Linked DNA regions of Sus scrofa: region 1 is linked to region 2. A link is a contact called in public Hi-C data. All regions are on one chromosome and are shown on one strand. Each heading gives the region's core, a stretch centred on a gene start, on an enhancer-like site or on the middle of the called end of the contact. The rest is flanking DNA. Distances are from core to core; before and after follow the strand shown.

Evidence for each region. Hi-C and Micro-C count contacts between places; a contact is called where the count stands out from the background.
Region 1: a Hi-C map of heart right ventricle shows a contact between it and region 2, with 4 times the contacts expected there. The contact joins the promoter of INTS10 here to the promoter of VDAC3 in region 2. A contact is called at or near these places in 1 of 5 promoter capture datasets (liver) and 1 of 47 Hi-C or Micro-C datasets (heart right ventricle).

What each region holds. Positions count from the first base shown.
Region 1 is chr17:12,086,241-12,092,267 of Sscrofa11.1, reverse strand. INTS10 (integrator complex subunit 10) reads left to right here and starts at 4,448. Exons shown (of 17, transcript XM_003134201.4): 1 at 4,448-4,824; 2 at 5,460-5,527. The coding sequence starts at 4,696.
Region 2 is chr17:11,409,781-11,415,561 of Sscrofa11.1, reverse strand. VDAC3 (voltage-dependent anion channel 1 pseudogene 5) reads right to left here and starts at 2,563. Exons shown (of 8, transcript NM_214364.1): 1 at 2,497-2,563; 2 at 1,640-1,689. The coding sequence starts at 2,563.

The sequences.
Region 1 (6,027 bases), core at 3,199-5,698, 670 kb before region 2:
AATGAGTGATCAAAATGAACATCACCAGAGAGGGGCAAGTGGACATTGTACGCCCCCAGGCATGATGCCCAGAGAAGGGTAGATCAGGGGTGTAGTGTCCCACCTGGGAATGCACAGCTGAATCTAGTTGGAGGAAGGAACAGAGGAGCCCAGAATGAGGAAGTTTCTATTTAAAAGCAAACAGAGGAGTTCCAGTTGTGGCTCAGTCGTTAGCAAACCCGACTAGCATCCATGAGGACATGGGTTCGATCCCTGGCCTCACTCAGTGGGTTAAGGATCTGGTGTTGCCGTGCGCTGTGGTATAGGTCACAGATGCTGCTCAGATCCTGCGTTGCTGTGGCTGTGGGATTAGGCCAGCGGCTACAGCTCCTGAGAATCTCCAAAGGCCATGGGTGTGGCCCTGAACAGACAAAAAGACCAAAAATAAAAGTAAATGGAGAAGAGCCCTATTCTTCAAAAATGTCAAAGTCATAAAACACAAAGTAAGGCTGTGGAAAATATTCCAGATTCAAGAACACTAGGTAAAAAGTGAACACAATACCTGATCCAAGAGTGGCTCCTTTACTAGAGGAAGAATGCTGTATAAGACATTATTGGGTCAATTAAAAAATTGGAACATAGATGTAGAGTAAATGAAACGATTTTATTAAGGTTAAATGTACTGAAGTTGATCACTGCACTGTGGTGTCTACATAAGAGAATATCCTTATTCTTAGAAAACATACCCTGAAATATTTAGGAATAAAGGGTCACAACATATACAATTTACTCATAAATTGTTCAGTAAAATATATATTATGCACATATTTATTGAGAGAAAATCCACGCAAGTGATACAAAATGTTAACAATTAACAAACGTGGGTAAGCAGTATGCATTAGCTTGCCAAGGCTGCCAACAAAGTACTACACACTTGGCATGGCTTAAACCTCAGAAATGTACTGTCTCCCAGCCCTGGAGGCTGGAAGTCCAAGATCAAGGTTCCTCCTGAGGCTGTGATGGGAAAATTGTTCCAGGGCTCTCGCCTGCAAAAGCTGCTGGCGCTTTGCTGTAAACCTTTCGTTCCTTGGCTTTTAGACGTAGACACATCACTCATCTCCATTTTCATGTTCCTGTGCCATTTTCCCTGCGTGTTTCTCTGTGCTCACATTTCCCCTTTGCATTAAGGACACCAGTCATATTGGATTAGGGCCTAAGCTAAAGACCTTAAGCGAAAAACCTGATCACCTCTGTAAAGACCCTATTTCGAAATAAGGTTCCACTCCATGGTATCAAGGTTATGATCTCAACATATCTATTTTGGGGATACAATTCAACCCCTAACAGGTGTATGGATAATTTTTATCCTATTTTTATTCCTGTAACGTTTCTGTGAGTTTGAAATTATTTCCAAGTAAAACTTTTTTTTTTTTTTTTTTAGGAAAAGAAATTCCTATACATCCTAAAGAGTGAATCACAAAACCTAATTCAGGAAGAGAAAAAGTATATTCCAAAGGAGTTGCAGGATTCTACCAACTCACAGCCACAAGATCCTTGGAATGGACAATAAAGGCATTGACCAAATAGGATGGATTATAAAATTAGAGAGGACGAAACTGATCAATATGAGTGCACTTGCCAAGAATTCTAGATTCAACATATCCAGTAGCAGCCAAGGAACTGCCTGTCAAATGGATATGTCTTGCTCCAATAGGCGTTGTCAGGGGCTGCATACAATATCCCTATTCATCACAGACATTTTGGATGCAATTGGATCTGTTACCATAGCTGCAGCTCTCTCTTTTGCTTTGGTCCTGAAATGGCTGTTACGGTACCAAATGGTGCTAAGGGTTTGCTTGTACAGCTGATTGAAACCTGGTTCCTAGACGGCCCAGGTTGAGATGCTGAAACTTTCCTAGCATATGTTAGAGGAGTTTGATGGCTTAGTGAGATGGGATGCTGGTGTTAATTCACTATGTGCACCCAGCCCAGCCAACCCCTACTGTACAACCCAGGAGGCCCAGGAATGCTTTAGTGAAGGGAGCACCAGCATCCATAAAAATCATCTGACTGTCCTCTGTAGGCCAGAGATGTTACTGGGAGATACTGCCATTGAATTGGGTATCCTGATTTCAGTGGGAATAATGGGTCCCCTGTGTGGTAGAGGTCAGGTGGTGGCACCTGACCAGCAAGGACCAGCAGGGACAAAGTGGGCACAATTAACATAATAAAGCACAGGGCAGAATGGCCATTGGAGCATTTAGCCTCTCAGGGTCTCTGGCAATTTCTAGTTGATCATAAAGTTCCCAAGAATAAAATAGATGGACAGCCTCCACCAAGGTATGGCTTTATCTAAAAAATTGGAGAGAGTTCCCACTGTGGCTCTGTGGAAATGAACCTGACTAGTATCTGTGAGGATGCAGGTTTGACCCTGGCCTCGCTCAGTGGTTTAAGGATCCAGCGCTGCTGTGAGCTGTGGTGTAGGTCAGATGTAGCTTGGGTCTGGTATTGCTATGGCTGTGGCGTACGCTGGCAGCTCTGGCTCTGATTGGACCCGTAGCTCGAGAACTTCCACATGCTGAGGGAGTGGCCCTAAAAAGACCAAAAAAAAAAAAAAATCAGAGAAAGTCTAGGAGTTCCCTGGTGGCCTAGCAGTTAAAGGATCCAGCATTGTAACTTCTGTGGTGTGTGTTCTATCTCTAGACTGGGAATTTCTGCACACCACAGGTGTGACCAAAAACAAACAAAAAAATCAGAGAAAATCTAAGCCAGGTAAGCAGAAATCTTAGTTGAATGACTATACAGAAAGTATCCAACACCCAGACTCCTGTCAGTTCATAGATCCAGAGTTCCTAACTGGAAGAAGGGAGGTGAAAGAAGCTGAGAACCCAAACTGATACTAAAACCAAGAATTTATTACAGCATCAATCTGTGCTGTTATTACATATCAATCTGTGCTATTCTCCAACAGAACAGCCTCCTTAGTGTTCATTGAATATATATTGTACCTGTTTCAAGCCAGTCACAACATCCAATCCAAGAAAATATACCACAGGATGGATCCAGGGTTGTTAATTTGAACAGTGGATACAGTGGTGGGTAAGAAGCAAAGATGTTGAACATGCTGAGTGTCCAAGCAAGGCATTAGCATGAGTAGGAAGGATATAAGCCCAGGAGGAGGCAGCTACTCTAAGAGGAAAATGCAGGTTTCAAGGTCTGCAAGCTAAAAATCAGGGAGAAGAGGGAGTTCCATTGTGGCTCAGTGGTAACAAATCCAACTAGTATCCATGAGGACTCTGGTTTGACCCCCGGCCTCATTCAGTGGGTTAAGGATCCAGCATTGTTGCCATGAGCTGTGGTGTAGATGGCAGACATGGCTTGGATCTGGCCTTGCTGTGGCTGTGGTACAGGCTGGCAGCTGCAGCTCCCACTCAACTTCCTATGCCCCCGGTGGGGCCCTTAAAAAAAAAAAAGAAAAGAAATTACTCCTTAGATATGCATCTTAACTAGCGCCTGGATCCTGTTTTTCTCCATCCTGAACTCCCCTCATGAGGCAACATCAGGAACTGAGGGGGTCGTGCTACAGTGGCTGATGGCTTGATAGCAGGCAACACTTTTGGTACACAATGTATATACTGTGCAACGTATACATTCATATTTAACATGTGTACAATTTTTCGATGTATAGAAGTATATAGTAATTTTTTCTTTCTTCTTTCCTTCCTTCTTTCTACAAACAAAGCAGCTTTGAATCTCTAATCTTGGATCCAAATAGAAGCTATCAGTGGTACTAGAACTTGCTAAAATTCTTGTGTATAGACTTTGGATTGGAAACTCCAATGAAATGTTTAGAACCCACGTTTTGGCACATTCTTCCTACTAGGCAAATAAACGCCTCTGGCTCCTGAGTGCGGCCTCCCTTCACGAGAGCAGGGAGATTATTTTATTTGGTGAAAAGGACACTGATTTCGATTGGAGGAGATGATTAAACAGCTGTTTTCTGTAGGTCAGCCATCCCCAACGATGTAAACTCCGGCTGGACCAGGATAATCAACTCTGGAGTTCCCCAGCACGCAGCAAAGCACTCTCCAAGGACTATCACCGCAACCGCTCGATAAATGTTTGTTGAAGAAACCAGGGAATAAAGGCGCAACAACAGTGGGACAGGGCGGTACCGAGGCTCCATGGCACCGGCGTTCCCACCGAACTCAAACTGGCGCAGGCTTTTCTGTCCATTCGAACCAGCAGCGACTCCGCGTCAACCTCCGCCCTCCAGCTTCTGCCCCGCCCCAGCGGTGGCTTCAGGGCGCCGGGACGCGCCGGCCACTGGGGGCGGCACCAACCGCCCGCCTCCCGGCGCCGAGGAACCAGGCTCTGCGCATGCTCCCTGGAGGTACCAGGGTCACACCCCAGTCCGCAAGATTGAGAATCCGATTCTCCACGTCTTGGAGGCGACCTGGAAGAGTCTGGACCAACACCCAAGCTCCTCAAAAGAGGAAGGGGCTGGGCGGAGGCGGAGAACCGACACGAAAAGGCTGCTTACAAAACCCGGAAGCCCTTCCGGATCCACGTGCGGACGTCCTCCCGACTCCATTCATGCGCAGTAGCGTCGGCGGCGGCGTCGGCGGCGTCGGCGGCGTCGGCGGCACTAGTTAGTGGTGGTGTCTCCTAGCCGGAAGGTCCGGTTGCCTCTGGGCGCCCGACGCCGCCGGGGTCATGTCAGCCCAGGGCGACTGCGAGTTCCTGGTGCAGCGAGCTCGGGAGCTGGTGCAGCAGGACCTGTGGGCCGCCAAGGCTTGGCTAATCACGGCCCGCAGCCTCTACCCCACCGACTTCAACATCCAGGTGAGGCAGGGCCGCGCGCTCAGGTGGGAGCGCCCTCCCAGCCCCCCTCCGCCCTGCCCGGGGCCGCCCCGCGGGGCGGCACCCAGGACCCCGGGGCCCTTCCCCAGGCCAGGCCGGCGCGGGAGAGGGGAGCGTTAGCATCCTGCGGCCCGGACCGCGCCTCGTGCGGCCGGGGAAAGCTGCCAGCCGGCCCCTGGGTCCGGACCGCGGCGGTGGGTTGGGGCGGGATGGGGGCGGGGCGGTGTTTGAGGTTCCCACGGGTTAGAGCTCCTGCGCTGTGTAGTGAGCACCAGCGATAACTCTGGGCTGTAGCTATGGAAGGGGATGGAACGCCGCCACATCTGCAGCCAATCAAAGTGTATACGTGTATCAGGGGAACGAGAAGCGCCTAAGCTTACAGTGTTAGACGCCAGGTGCCTTCAGTAATTCTGATCTTAGTGGCCACCTGCTATCTCTGAGCCGTTCCTGCACCCATCTGGGAACCGGGGCTGGGAGTGAGCCTGTTAGCCCTGTGGTAGTGTCTCCAAGTGATGCCTGACTCTGGGACCTCCAGGGGTCGGGGTGGGGGCCGAAGGGGGTGAGCAGGGCTGGCCCGGGGCCAAGGGCCTGACCCCTGGCTCTAACTTGTGTTGCAGTATGAAATGTACACGATTGAGCGGAACGCAGAGCGGACGGCCACCGCCGGGAGGCTGCTCTACGACATGTGAGTGGGGACGCCGCTGGGTCTCTCAGGAGGTTTTGTTCCTGTCCTTGGAAGTAGGAGCTGAGGGAAGATCTTCAAGTTCACCTGCATATGGGGTGCCTAAAGCTTACCCAGTCACGGATCCAGGCCTTGCATTAATTGCTGCCATATCTAATGCAAAGAGGTCTTCTTAGGTTTTATTCGTGTTAAAACTCTACTATCCAGTTTATTTTATTTTGGAAAATTTAACTTTGCAGAAGTTCAGACAGTACTGGAGTGTAGAGAACAATAGGTGGGAGTCCATCCTAACCTTAACCAGAGTTAAGTGTGTGTATATATGTGTCTGTAGACATACAGTACTCATCAGTAAATGGGGGGAGGGTTGTGACAGTTCATACTATTCCCACTTTGCTGCAGCTTTCTTTCTTGGCCCACATGTAGGCATATAGAGATCTATGTCATTCTTTTTCAGATCTGAAAAACATTTCTTCCTTTTTTTTTTCTCTTTTTTTTTTTTTTTT
Region 2 (5,781 bases), core at 1,314-3,813:
GACATTTCTTAGTCTGAAGCTCTATCAAAAATCTAAAATGCCAGAGGTACAAATCTCAAAGAGAAGGTCAGAATTTTCCTAAGCAGAGTTCCAGTCTCACAGTTACTTCCACTCTAGTCTAATTGCATAATTAGATAAAACAATTATCTAGTGTAAAATTTTTATTTATAACATGCATATAATATCTACAGTTTTCCATTAAATGCTAGTATACAACAAAACACTCATAAACATGTTACTGTTATAGATGACGTATCACAAAAATATCAAGATATGATCTAAGAAATTTGGAGCAATGGTTGAAATTTATCCTAAATCAGTACCAGAGAAAAAGCAGCCATAAAAACAAGCACACAAATATGCTATTTTTCTTACCATCTGAATGAATATTTCCACACAACAGCAGCATGAGAGGGAGATAAAAATTTCAGTTGTTGATTTTTGCAACAGAAACCTACCCTGAGCAAATTTAGAAACCCTAATCGAAATGAGTATAAATTTTCTATTTTAACAGACAATATAACAAAATCCCATCCTGAAGGGCAGATATATACATATTTACCCTTGGAAAACCCAGGGAAAGAATAATAGTGACAAACCAGGATTATACGGAATGTAAGGCACAGTACCATAACTACTCCACGTGCTTCTTATCTTTATAATTAAATCATTATATCCAGAAATACAATTTGCACTGGTTCGAACAGGTAAATACCAAACAAAAAAGGTACAGTCAATAAGGAGAAGTCAAAGACTAAATTGACTCTCAAGTTGACATGCTGAGACTTACTGAATAAAAGCTCTAGTTAAAGGTGCTGTGACAATATGCTGATAAGCCCTTACCATATTCTTAACTTCCAGTAAAAAAGATTTCATGAACATCAATAAAAACTGTACTGTAGACTAATCTTCTACATGTATTTCTACATTTGTTTCAACTAATCATGAAAGGATTAAAATCAGTTTTGTTTTTATAAAAAGACAATAAAATTTGCATGAACCCAGTATAATGGAGGCAAAGATTTTAGTGTCCACATACATATTCATGAAAGCATAAAGATATGGCATAGGTCAAAAAAAAATGCATATACATGGGAATATATATATATATATATATATATATATGCCCCCATATATACGTGTGTGTGTGTATACATACACCACGCCTTTTAAGAATAAGACTCAGAACACTCTTATTATGACAGACACAAAGGGTCTCCCTGAGAGGAGGAGAAGACTGTAGGGAAGACAGCTTAGCAGGAAAAGCATGTGATTCAAGTAATCTGACTAAACAATGACTTTTAGGAGTTCCTGCCATGGTGCAGCGGAAACGAATCTGACTAGGAACCATGAAGTTGTGGGTTCGATTCCTGGCCTCACTCAGTGGGTTAAGGATCTGGCATTGCCATGAGCTGTGGTGCATGTCACAGACGCTGCTCAGATCTGGCGTTGCTGTGGCTGTGGTGTAGGCTGGCAGCTATAGCTCCATCTGGACCCCTAGCCTGGGAACCTCCATATGCTGTGGATGCGGCTCTAAAAAGACAAAAAAAAAAAAAAAAAAAAAAAAAAACAATGATTTTTAAACAGGTTTCTTTAAGATAATTATGTCAAATATATTAAAAATACATTAAGTACTTACCACTCCACTACATGACTTGGTTCTCAGATCTATTTTGACCATGCCAAACCCTAGACACACACATAAAAACACAGTAATGTACAAAATGTAACATGCACTCTAGTCTTTGCAACTTAGAAATTATGAAAATACTCCACAGTACATTTTATATGGAAAATACACAGTATTCTCACTAAGTGGGAGTTCCACAAGAAACTGAATTATAACAAAATAAGTATAATTTTTAAGTCCCTCAAAATACTAAAGGCATATTTTTGAAATGAGTTAAAAAACAAATGGATGAAAGGAACATATACTATTTTAAGAATCAAAATTAAGAGAAATTATGTAGACATATACACAAGCTTTAAATATAAAAATACACAATTAACATTATTAGTAAATAAAAAATCAAATGAGTACAACACGAAAAATTAAAAATTTAAACACCAAAGATAAATGTCTATTTGGTTTCAAACACTCTATGTTCCTCCAAAGAAGTCAAAAGCTGTATCTTCACTCAAATAATGAAAGCACTGTCATTATTTGGAGGAGCAAAAATATGTCCCCTACTTTAACTGTCCCCAGGGCCTAGCAAAAGGCCCTAGCAAAATATTGCAGATTTATATTATTTCACCCAAAAGATAATATAAAATACGCAAATGTGCTTATGTACACAATGGTTTTTAATGCTTGAGGGCCTCTAACTCTAAAAAAAAAAGAGATCTAGTAATCTGCTAATAGTTATCCCCTTAAATCTTATGAAATAGATTAATGTTGACTTAACCTCATTTTATCAAGTACAGTATCTCCCATATAGCTTAATATATACAGTATTAATGCTTACCCAAATTGGTAATTTACAATAGCACACTTACCATATCCTTTGTTGAAGACATCCTTGGCAGCCTTTCCTAGATCACAGTAAGTTGGTGTGTTACACATATCTTAAAAAAAAAATGAGGACAAAGGAATGAAAATAACCATTTTGCATTTATTCTGTGTTCAACTGTTTGGTCCTGTGAAAAGAGGTATACATTTTTTTCTTCCTCTGCATCGTTAATGCTTATACCCTAATGCAGCAAGGTTAAGAGAAAGCATTCTGCTCCTTTAAAAAGAGCTTTCCAGAACACTGGAGAATAAAAGGGTTTTTTCATGAGACTCACAGAGGTCATCTTTCTGACCTCTTTCCAAGAAAAGAAATTTCTCACAGGCTGAAGGAGACGCTTTTTTAAAACTATATTTTTACTTTTTAAAAATGCAAAAACTTACATTAGAAAAGTATTTCTTGGGCTGTTATAAAGCCAAAGAGCTGTATAAGATGACAAGGTAAATTTTCTGAGGAACTGAAAAAGAGATGCAATTTAAAATCTTCAGGGTTAACATTTTGGCTACTCTGAAATTCAGTCCTTAAACTAAGAATAAGTGAAATACACCCATCCAGAATATGCCCTCTCTCAAAGCTCTTAAAATAAAGTATTATAATCTTACCTATTAGCCAGAAATAGGCTAGATTCTACCTGAAGTAATCGGCTTAACAAAAATCAGTGTATACTCTCAAGTTAAAGCCTTCAAAAACCCAAGGTGCTTGCTTGATCTTTCACCCTGTCTACTTACTATTCAGACAGCCTTTCTGCTGCCAATATGACCCTCACATCAAAATCTTCAGGCCTATCGACACTGCTGCTTCCTTTGCCCTCTTTGCAGAACAGGAAATCTCCTCCTACAGTATCCTCAAAAGCCATGTCTAACCAACTGTAGAACTGCTTCAAGCAACCCCATTACTACTCCCCATTACTCTAGAAAAATCTAGAGCACCAGCTAGCCCTTGCTATTGCTATGCCTGGAGCAAATACACATTCAATCTGCTATTTATTTATATTTAGCCTAGCTCTTAATCTGGCCCTCTGCTAAGTTTCTGTCCCATCCCAACACACCTGAACACAACACACACTTTATGGTACCTCCTTTTTTTTTTTTTTTTTTTTGGTCTTTTTAGGGCCTCACCCTTGGCATATGAAGTTCCCAGGCCAGGGGTCTAATCGGAGCTACAGCTGCTGGCCTACATCACAGCCACAGCAACGCAGGATCCAAGCCACCTCTGTAACCTACACTACAGCTCAGGGCCATGCTGGATCCTTAACCCACCGAGCGAGGTCAGGGATCAAACCTGTATCCTCATGGATACTAGTTGGGTTCATTACCACTGAGCCACGATGGGAACCCCTATGGTGTACTTCTTAATTGTGAATCCATTTAAAATTTCTTTCTTAACTTAGACCTGTCAAATACGATAGACAGTATGATATAGTATAAAAATACATACAAAGTTAAGAGGAAAGCGTATAGAAAAGATAAAAGAAGATAAATGTACTGAGTCATAGCATAATAAAACTTTGGTTTAAACCACAAGGTTTCATAGTTCAGGTCCAGAGAAATTAATTTACAATTCACTCCCTTGTGTTCAAATAATCAATTCTAGACTTTTTACACCCTGCCAATTGCAATCTGATAGTATTCTTTATGATCACAACTGACGCAGGTATCTGTTGAAATTGTGTCAGAAGTCTATAGGTTGGGAGATAAGCAGAGAAAAGCAGGCACTATATATTCAAACAGAAACGTTAAAAAACAAAACTAGACTGTAAAGCCTTAATCTATTGACAAGAGAAAAGATACACTTAAATGTTTAGAAACATCATCTAGGAACCAATTACAATCTTTCTTAGCATTGTGCCTCGTTTTCAAAACTACTGCCAGACACTTTGCAAAAGTTGTATAGGGGATTTGACCTCAAGTTCGCCTGGTTCAAGCTTATTTCTTCAGGCCCGTGATTCTGATGGGAAATGCACTGCTGGTATGATCAAGCAAAAGCTCGAGAAGACTTCACGTTCCACACGTTTCCATTACTCTACAAGTGCACTCGCCCGTGGACGTGCACGGCGTTCCGGGGCTGCATTAGCCGCAGTCGGGGGGAGGGAGTGGGTTAGCAACACAGCTTTACACCATCACTAACGGGACCGGCAGCTCGTCAAGCAGTGCATTCAGCATCCTCCCTCCGGCCGCAGGGAGTGGAAGACCCCCGAAGCTGGACGCCGACTCCGGAGAGAAAGCCGGGGGCGCGAGTGAGTTCGGGGTTCGAAGACCCAACTTCCCTCAAAACCAACCTCCCGGCCGACCCGACGCCCGGCGAGGGCCCCAGTGGCCGGCAAGGAGGGGAGCAGGTGGCGGAGCGGCGTCCCATCACCTGAGGGGCCAGTCCCCGCTGCCCCGCCTTCCGCCGGCCCGCGCCCCGTTAGGCGACCCTCTCCTCCCGTGCCCTCCGTTAGCCGCCTCCCGTCGGGCCCCTGCCAGTCGCCGCCCCAGCCGCCCCGCCCCAGCCGCCAGCCCGGGGGCCCCGCTTGCCTCACCTCCTACCCGAGGGCCTGTCGGCTCCGCTACGAGGGCCTGTCGGATCCGCCAGGGCACGGCTGAAGGTCTTCTTCAGACCAACGCCGTCCGCGCCTGCGCGGCCCCACGCCCGCGGCGCCTGCGCGCCCCGAGCCCCGCGCCGCGGCTGCGCGCCGCGGCTGCGCGCGTGCGTGTCGCGCCGGGGTCGCGCGCCGCGGGCCCGAGGCGGACCAACACCTCCAACTGTCCGAGTGCGCGAGTGCGCGCGTGCGCTTCGGCACCCAGCGCGCAGGGCTGGGCGGTGGTTGACGTGGAGCGCGCAGGCCCCGGGACCGCACCTCTGCCCCGAAAGAGGCCCCTCTCGCGAGAAGGAGAGGTTAATAGTAACCGTTGCCAGGGGAGGGGCCGCGGGGCCGCGCGGCGGAGTTGCTGAGGCACCGCCCACTCCGCGATAGATGCTGGCCCAAGCAACTTGCGCGCTGTTTTCTGAGGATGCCTGGCAAGTCTGTATGGGGATTTCGTCTCAGAATGACAACATTCAAGAATGTGGCTTTTAGGTCATCTCATCTTAAGGATGAGAAAACAGATGCCGAGGCAGTAAGAGACATGACTTCATCAAGATGACACAGGGTAGGTTATAATTTCAAAGAGAGAGGAGCCGCTGGAGGACAGAAAACACTTCTTTAGAGAAGAATTCCAACTCATAAATGTAGCAAAAAATTATAGAAATAGAAAGTCACCACTTTGGAACCACCAGTAATTAACTCAAGCAA